Regions from separate parts of the Mus musculus genome. Here regions 1 and 2 are each linked to region 3. The links are chromatin contacts, called in public promoter capture Hi-C maps. All regions are on one chromosome and are shown on one strand. The core of a region is the stretch at or near the end of the contact, and the rest is flanking DNA. Distances in the headings are between cores, read along the strand shown.

What was found. Promoter capture Hi-C pulls out the DNA fragments that hold promoters and counts their contacts.
Region 1: a contact with region 3 is called in a promoter capture Hi-C map of liver, with 2.6 times the contacts expected there. The contact joins the promoter of Ube2a here to the enhancer-like site in region 3. A contact is called at or near these places in 8 of 39 promoter capture datasets (the C10 cell line, cranial neural crest, embryonic stem cells and 5 more) and 1 of 9 other capture datasets (embryonic stem cells).
Region 2: a promoter capture Hi-C map of liver shows a contact between it and region 3, with 5 times the contacts expected there. The contact joins two enhancer-like sites. A contact is called at or near these places in 14 of 39 promoter capture datasets (the 3T3-L1 cell line, 3T3-L1-derived adipocytes, the C10 cell line and 9 more), 1 of 15 datasets of contacts at CTCF or cohesin (pro-B cells), 20 of 484 Hi-C or Micro-C datasets (B cells, the Ba/F3 cell line, the G1E-ER4 cell line and 12 more) and 3 of 115 datasets of contacts at active chromatin or transcription factors (astrocytes, differentiating embryonic stem cells and embryonic stem cells).

What each region holds. Positions count from the first base shown.
Region 1 is chrX:36,872,841-36,875,595 of GRCm38.p6, forward strand. Ube2a (ubiquitin-conjugating enzyme E2A) reads left to right here and starts at 1,455. Exons shown (of 6, transcript NM_019668.4): 1 at 1,455-1,689; 2 at 1,871-1,951; 3 at 2,327-2,352. The coding sequence starts at 1,646.
Region 2 is chrX:36,823,759-36,826,699 of GRCm38.p6, forward strand. No RefSeq gene overlaps it. Among named protein-coding and RNA genes, the nearest start is that of Mdrl, 8.0 kb to the left of the region's middle. Within about 2 kb of position 1,438, at least 21 of the 459 cell types and tissues checked have an H3K27ac peak or open chromatin away from gene starts, as enhancers often do. A contact at or near this core is called in liver, where this site is marked.
Region 3 is chrX:36,532,499-36,535,421 of GRCm38.p6, forward strand. No RefSeq gene overlaps it. Among named protein-coding and RNA genes, the nearest start is that of Gm14569, 41 kb to the left of the region's middle. Within about 2 kb of position 1,458, at least 3 of the 459 cell types and tissues checked have an H3K27ac peak or open chromatin away from gene starts, as enhancers often do. A contact at or near this core is called in liver, where this site is marked.

The DNA of each region.
Region 1 (2,755 bases), core at 205-2,704, 340 kb after region 3:
TGCTTCTTTGAAACTGTTCTTGCTTTTGCAGGTCCCTATACTCCCTGGGAGGCTTGCCTGAGACTTGCAGCTTTTCCTGTGCGCCCTGCCTCTCCTTGCCGCCTCCGGTCCTTCCAATACTCTCCAGCTGGATAAGCTCATACCTCAGACTCTTCTAAACTAGCTGCTTGGCTTGCTGAATTACCAAGGGGAAATGTGGTTCCAGAGACAAATTGTGAGTACCCATAGAGATTGTAAAAAGTCTATTTTCCCTGGGAGAAGCTCTCATTTCTTTTTTTTCTTTCTTTCTTTCTTTTCTTTTCTTTCTTTTTTTTTTTTTCCGACACAGGGTTTCTCTGTGTAGCCCTGGCTGTCCTGGAACTCACTTTGTAGACCAGGCTGGCCTCGAACTCAGAAATCCGCCTGCCTCTGCCTCCCGAGTGCTGGGATTAAAGGCGTGCGCCACCACGGCGAAGCTCTCATTTCTGCCACTGCCCCCCAACATCATTTCATTCAGTCCTAGGGTTAAAAGTTGGGTTTGAATTGTGCACCCTCATCTCAAAGAAGATGGACCCAAAGTCCATTTTCATACTCAAGAGCTATTTATTTATTTATTTATTTATTTATATTACTTTCCCCATGACTTTAAGCAGTTACCCCAGCCTCTCGTGTCTACAGGACTGTGACCCTAACATCCTTGCCTTTGGAGAACTGCTTTGCCTGTGCCAAGTCTTTCCTCCACTCTTTTCTTTCAACTAATCTTCTCGCCTCTTTCCCCGACCCTAAACAGTAGTTGGCAGTTTAATAATTCATTCTTTGTCAAAACAGAAGAAAGGTTAAAGACATATTCCTGGCAGGCTGAGGTGACCTCCAAGTCCAGCCTCTGGGATTCACAGTGAGTCTGAGTTAGCCTGTGTTACATTAGATACTACAAGAGACCAACCCTACAATCAATCAGCCAATCAATCAATCAACAAATAAGTGGAGGAAGAAGGGGGAACCAATAACAAAACAAGAAGTAATTAAAAGACTGGCATGGTGGTGCACTCTTGTAATCCCAGCATTTGGGAGGTGAAAGCAGGAGAGTCAGGAGTTCAAAATCATGCTCAACGACACAGTGAGTTCGAGGTTCTCTGGCCTATAGGAGACTCTGTCTCAACAGAGGGGGAAAAAAGATAGAAAAAGAGCCCCTCCTTCCCGAAAAAAAGTAAGTACCTATAAAAAGAAAACTTCGCAGGGGTTCCTCTTCAAGTCAGCAAGTGGGGCCCGCGCTGCTCCCTGTTAAATCACCGGGACTTGAAGGTTTCCTTTGCTTCCCGCCTAGCCTTTTCCCCCAGGGAACTTGGCCACCTCCTCCCTTAGGTCCAGGGCCAGGGCTCTCAGGTGGGACGTGATTGACAGGTCAACTTTGGCTCTCCCCGCCCCGTGGCCGCCTTGGTACGGTCCGCCGGGCGTAAGGCGTTCCCCGCACCCCCCCGCGCGTTCTCCCCAGGTTGGTTCGGCCCCCGTCTACTCTGGGGTGGTGCTTAGCCGGCGCCAGACCGACCCTCGGCTCCGGAGCGGCAGTGCCGTCCCTCTCGGCGCCTCCTCGGCTTCTCCGGCTTCCTCGGCTTCCTCGGGGACCGCGGACCCTGGTATATGCCCGACTGCTGAGCCCGCTAAAGCCATGTCGACCCCGGCCCGGCGCCGCCTCATGAGGGACTTCAAGAGGTAACCCGCGTCCGCGAGGGCCAGGCGCTCGAGGGGGCGGCCTGCCTGCCCGCCTGCCTGCCTGCCTGCCGGGGGGCACAGGGCGGAGCCCGAAGCGGAGCGGCTCCGGGTGTGATGGGGAGGGGGATCCCGGCGGCGAATCGCGGGGCTGAGGGCAGCCGCTGTGTGTCTGTTTCTGAAGGTTACAGGAAGATCCTCCGGCCGGAGTGAGCGGGGCTCCGTCGGAGAACAACATAATGGTTTGGAATGCGGTCATTTTTGGGTGAGTCTGCGGGCCGGCTCTCGCCGGCGACCGGGGCAGGGAGGACCGGGGCCGGCCCCTAGACGAGCCGCGCATGGGGGGAAAGGGGAAGAGAGTTGGGGTTGCTTGGGCCTAGGCGCCTCCCCGGAGCCTCTGCCTCGATTAGCTGCCTTCTCTCTGCTAGGGGAACTCTTTGGGGTTCTTGGTGGCGAGGGGCAGCGGAGGCTGCGGCGGCCTGCGCCGCCTTTTCCTAACCCGGGACAGCGGTGCGGGACGGACCAGGCGGCAGGGATGGGAAACCTTGACAGAGCCGCCGCCTCTGAGGCTGCGGGGAGGCGGGGACCCTCTGAGCCGGCACTAACGGGCTCTTGTTTTTGTTTTTATTCTGTGTTGCAGGCCCGAAGGGACCCCGTTTGAGGATGGTAAGAGAGTTTCTTAGCCCACCTTTCAGGAGCCTACTCTTCAGGGGAAAGGGGGTCCCGGGTATCAGCAAGCGCCCCCCACTTAAAGAAGCGGCTTTGCCCCTGCCACCTCTGACCACCAAAGGCTCAAGTGAAATTCAGTGTGTGGCGGATTGTTCTGGCTAGACCTAGGCTTAATCAAAACTTCACTTTTTCCGTTCGTTTGTGTCGTCTCCCCCCCCCCCCGTTTAATCCATCCTGGGTGAAAGTAGTCACTTTTTAAAAGAAGTGCCACAGCGCTGGTATTCAGGGTTGTGGAGGTTTGAGCAGCCTTCTTGCTAACTTTAGCCCCCACAGAGATAATGCAGCAGGAAACCAGTTCACCAGCAACCATCTGGTCCACAAAGCGTTCCATCCCCAGGGC
Region 2 (2,941 bases), core at 188-2,687, 290 kb after region 3:
TATTATTTACAAGCATAAAGACAATGGGAATCCGGGTTCTAGACACTAAAATGCAGAGTCATGCCTTTCTGGAGACCTCATCTCAGGCCTCCACTCTTCCAGATGCCCTGGAAGCATTGGCAAAGGCATGTGCTAGAAGGCTGTGTGAATCCTGGGATGTGTGTGTTGGGCAGGTCTTGGCAGCCGGCGAACGGTTTCTGATTTCTATTGAGGTTTGAGCCTTTCCTTTCTGAGCATTATTGACCCTTTAATATCTGTGTCCTCACCCTGGTCACTTTCCATCCTGTGTATTACACAGAGGGATCACCACCCTCTCAGCTGCACAGGATGTTCTCAGGCTGATGCCAAGAGCGAATGGAGCCCGGTCAGCACTTCTGCCAGCCTCCCGAGACACGGGGTACAGCAGCATGCCTGGGGGCGGGGTGGGCAGTAGAGAAAGGATGAGAGAAAAATTATTGGCACCTGAACTTCCTGGTTATAGACCATCTGGTTCATAAAAACCTGTTTATGAGAGAGAGAGAGAGAGAGAGAGAGAGAGAGAGAGAGAGAGAGAGAGAGACAACACTAGTGAGTGTGTGGGAAGGTCCCCCTTCCTCCAAGTGTTAGCAGTAAAAAAAGGATTCTCCCCGTCCAGGAAGGCTCCCATGCAGGATTCTGCACTGTGCTCTGTTTTTTTTGCTAGAAAGAAATCCTACTGTCAGCCAGGTTTGGACTGGTTGATTCATTCAGTCACCAAGGGCTGACCTTTGTGCTGAGTGTGGTATAGGGTGGAGCTGGGGACTATACCAACAGAGACCTTTCAGCCTAGGTGCCAACAATGAACACTCATCTGCACAATAATATCAGAGAAAGACATGAAAACATGGACCCAAACTGCACGGGAGCACTCCCATCTGATCAGCTGCCCACAGGTTACCTAAGGAGAAAAGATTGGTATATATAGCCTTCAAGTTCATGCAAAGCTTACACACAGAGAATGGACAGAATGCTGGGTGGTTTTCCACTAGGAAACGTTAGGCCAATCCTGGCTCAGTCAGCAAGAGGCTCAACTACAGACCTAAAGGTTCATGGCTACCCACTCCTTCTGCTCAATGTAACCAAGGACTAAAGTGTAGATTTCAAAACATGGCTTGCACCTGTAATCCCAGTACTTGGGAAACTGAGACAGTAGTACTGTTGTGGATTCCAGGCTAGCTTGAGAGACAGTGAGACCCTGTTTCAACTAAACAAACAAACAAACAAACAAAAAAATCAGAACAGAAAGGTACCCTCCAAGGATTAACACGGAATCACCCCCAGAAGTAGGGTTCCAAGGCTCTGGGTAACACCTTAGAGACAGAATAAGAGGATTTGCACTGGCCCCACCCCATGGCCTATAGTCTTCAGTATTCCCAGACTCTCTGGAAAGCCTTCAGCTATCAATTACAGCCCAGCCTGGAGCATGGCCAAATGGACAAAGGGCTAAGCTACTGTGCTCTGGACTTCCTCCTACGTTTCTCTTCTTCTCTTTAGGCTTGAGTGCTTGCCAGATGTGCCTCCCAGAATCAGGGCAAGTGTGTTCCACCTAGTCAGAAAGGGACTGCCAACCCAGGGGAGGACCTCTGTTGCCAGTTGATTCTCAGCACACTCATACAAGGTGGAAGTGATGCTTTGGTGCCAGCTGGGTCAACTCTAGAATCTAAGCCATCCAAGGCAGTAGACTGGAGGGTCCTGAGTGAATGGTAAAGGGAAGTTGGAGGGAGGAGGTGTCATTAGGGATCTAGAATGGTACTTGGTCATGGAGGTGTGGTTTTTCCTCTTGGCCCATGACAACTGATTGCTACATTTTTTAGAAACCGTGTTAACCAGTTAAACACAGTTACTAAATCCACATGAGGGCTGAGGAGGTGTCTCATCAGGTAAGGAGCTAAAGGTGAGAATTTGAATCTTCGGAATCCATTTAAAAGGTTCGGTGGTTCACCTGTAAATTCCAGTCCACAGAAGGCAGAGGCAGTGAGTTTCTGGAACAAGTCGGCTGGCCTGACTAGATGAACCTGTGAGCTTAGCTTCAGTGAGAGAGTCTGCTTCAATGTATAAAGTATAGAAAGACTGAGGAAGACATCAGATGTCAACCACAGGCCTTCACAGACTGATTGATAGACGGACGGACGGACAGACAGACAGACACACATACACTCCCACAAATGCAAGCATGTATATAAGCATGCACATATACCATATACATAAGAAAAGAAGAAATATACATGGAATTCCTGGGGAAAGTATTTCAACAGCATGTTCAAGGTCCTGGACTCAATCTCTAGTATTGCCAAAATAGAAAAACAAAAGAGATACATAAAATTAAAATCCTATTAAAAACCAAGATGATTAATTTCTATAGCTCATCACTTCCTAATCATTTTACTACAGTGTATTATTACCCACGAGCCTGAAATGTAAACTGATGGGCAATTGCCTCTTTCCTGAACATTGCATTGAAAAGGTCAGCTTGAAATTAGGTATGGTAGCAAGATTTAAAGCTCACAATCTGTGAAAGCTATAAACTAGAATCTGCCTCAATGCTCTGCTGACTAAATCTAAGAAAGTAATGGGAGGAAACATTATTCAGACTAAACCAAAAGGTTTGCCATATGTTGTTACAGTATGAATAAACAAGAGAGAGAGAGAGAGAGAGGTGTGTGTGGGAACTAGCTCCTAGTGTTTGAAAATCCTTAGCCTATTTATCAAAGAAATTGCCTTCATTGTTGACAAATGACATTCTTCTATCTTTTCCAGTTCGCACATAAATGTAAGTATCAACCAATATTCACGGCAGAACTGTATTGATCTACTGCAACTACAGATAAATGAGTTGGCAAAAAAGAAAGCATTTTGTGAGAATCATATTAAAAAACATATAACAAATAGTATATGCCTATTATATGATATTTGTATAGTATAC
Region 3 (2,923 bases), core at 208-2,707:
GCTTCTCCCATCTCACTCCACTTACATGGATGGCTCCAGGCTACTGATACTATCTATGCAGAGGACACACACTTGGGATGAAGAAATAGAAAACAGAGGTGAAAGTGAGTTTTGCTGACCTTAGAAAGACCTAGAAGTTTGTTCTATCCCTCAAAAATCCCAGTACAGTTTGCTTCCTTTCTTTCATCCACCTAGTGAGTAGGATCTCCTAGGCCTTCTTTGCCCATGATGTACATTTTTACTTCAATTTCACCTTGATATAAACCAAACAAGAGGGGGGATGGCTAGAGTCTGGTGGCCCTTTCCAGTCCTACCCAGGGATGGTTATCAATGTACCAACATCCCAGGCACACCTGAGTGTACACCAGTGAATCTGTACTTATGATTTGCATGCTATTTCTCCTCTCTTTCAAGGCCTACTTCAGTATTGAGTTTCCATCAAATGGAGAAAAGGGGGCTTCAAGCCCACTCCTAGTTTATTCTCCTATTAAGTTCATAATAAATTTTGTTTATTTCTTTAACTACAGTTTCTGTCAAGAAGTTCATGAAGAGATTTTTAACCAGTCCCATCCTTTAAGAGATGCCTCCTGAAAGCTAACCAGTCAACAGTATCACAAGGAGAAAACTATGGTCTGCTTCTTAAAAAAAAAAAAAGTTGCTGTTTTGTGATCCTGGGAATTGAGTTTAAGACCTGATGCCTGCTCAGCCAGAGCTCTATCCCTCTTTATGTTTTGTTTTGAGATAGAGTCCCACTAGTTTGCCTAGGCTACCTTGGAGTTCACAATTGTCCTACCTCAGCCTGCAGAGGAGTTGGGATCACAAGCCTGAGCCAGCAGCCTTGGCTGTTATCTGCACCTACACCCATGCCTCCGCCTTTATTAATAAGGAGCTAGCTAAACAAACAAGACTGCAAGAAAGCTCCAGAATTCTTGGTCTTAAAACAAAAAAAAAAATCATTACAGGGGGCTGGAGAGATGACTCAGTTGATGAGTTGATTCATATTTTTATTTTATAACCATTAATGCTGAGAACAGGACTTTGCATATATACATATTTAAATGCTAAAAATTGAAAGAAGACTGTTTCGGGCCATTTTAGAAGCTATTTGAACCACTCTTATCTATAACCATATCATGCTGATCTCAAGAGCTGTTGCAAATTCTGTCCTATCTCGAGCCCAAATTCACTTAATATGATTAGTTCATAAAACTCAAGTCTGCAATTCAAAAGCAATTAAAAGTCAAGCACTATAATACATATTAAAAAGCCTTTAATAACCACAATTAAACCATTATACTTCTACAACACCAGAAAACTTTATATATACAGTAAAAAAAAAAAAACACTGTAATTTACAGCATACCATATAGCCTTTAATCTGAGCCCAAGTGTTTCACAGTGGACTAGTTAGTATTGTCTGGTATGCACACACGCACAGTGCAAAGTGCACATGTGTGTCCAGAAAGAAATTATGCAATACAGTCACAAGACGAATGTGGGGAGGTGCTGCCACAGCCTCAGGTTGGGAGACAAATCTGAGGAACAGTTGGGGAAAGAAGAGCCTGACGCTGCCAATCTAAAAACCAGGAGGCTTGCTTGGTTCAAGCAGAAAAGTACACAGGGAAACATACTCGTGTCCTTGGTAGCTAAGGAACAGACTTTATCACCAGAGAGAAGAGTTGTAGATTTTGGCAGTCCTGAGCCTGGTGTAAGCAGATGGATCAACCTCTGGAAGCCTATAGAGTCTAAGAACCCTGAAATTCTAGCAGAATCCATGGCGTCTTCACCTGGATCCCTCATGCAGGGTGATCAGTTCTTAGGTGGTCTGGAAAGGCAAGGTAAGTGTTCCACCTGTACTGATCTCAGTACTGTCAATAAACTTGTAAACCCTTCTTCAGCTAGCAGTGGTTGCTACAACCCTTCAATACAGTTAATGCTCTGGGGACCCCCCCCCAACCACAAAATTATTTTCATTACTACTTAAATTATATAACTATAATTTTGCTACTGTTAGGAATAGTAACATAAATATCTGATATGCAGCATATTTGATATTCAACACCTGTGAAAAGGTCGTTTGACACCCCCCACCCCCGAAAGGGGGTCACAGCTCACAGATTGAGAACCACTGCTAACTGCTGGCTGATAGAACCTAAGGCATATTGTCTGGGGGAATCTGGGAGGGGTGAGCAAACCTGCCCAGCCCGAAGATTGCAAAACTGAGTGTGGCCACCAGAGGTCCCTAGTACACAAGAAAGGGAAGCTACTGAAATGGAGACATTCCAGTCATCCTAAATTTGTGCGAGCTGGGCTCAATGATTATCAGCAGCAAAAGAAAGCCAAAATTCCACAATTCTGTCTGACCTTATCCCCCATTTATATCATGCACATCAGTGTTTCATCTTTGATTTTGTTTTTTTCCCCCTTGTGTTTTTATTTTTGGCCACATTTTACCAGCTTTTTGTTTTATTTTGTTTGTTTTATTATAGTTGTAAAACATGAAAGGAGAGAATCTCTAAATACAGAGTGTGGGGAGGCCCTATTATCACAAGATTTTTTTCTGGCAAATCTAATGGAATAATAAAGAACATTTTTATCAAAATAAAAGTTGGAGGGACATCTCTAGCCCCCCTCATTTAATTCTCAAATTAAACACACACACCATAGTGAGAAATATACAGTGAATAAAATGTCCTAAATGTGAAAACTAAAACTAACAGTAAACAAATAGTTTCAAAGGCCTCCAAAAGTTCCTTATGGAACTGAATTGTGTCATCAATATTAAGAGCTCCTGATGCAATTTGTGTGGAACACTCTAGAAATTACACAAGCTGGATTAAATGTTCCAAGAGTTATAAATATATTACCAATGGCTCATTCTTTAAGTTGACCAGTGGACTATGCACTTCTAATTTCACTCTTG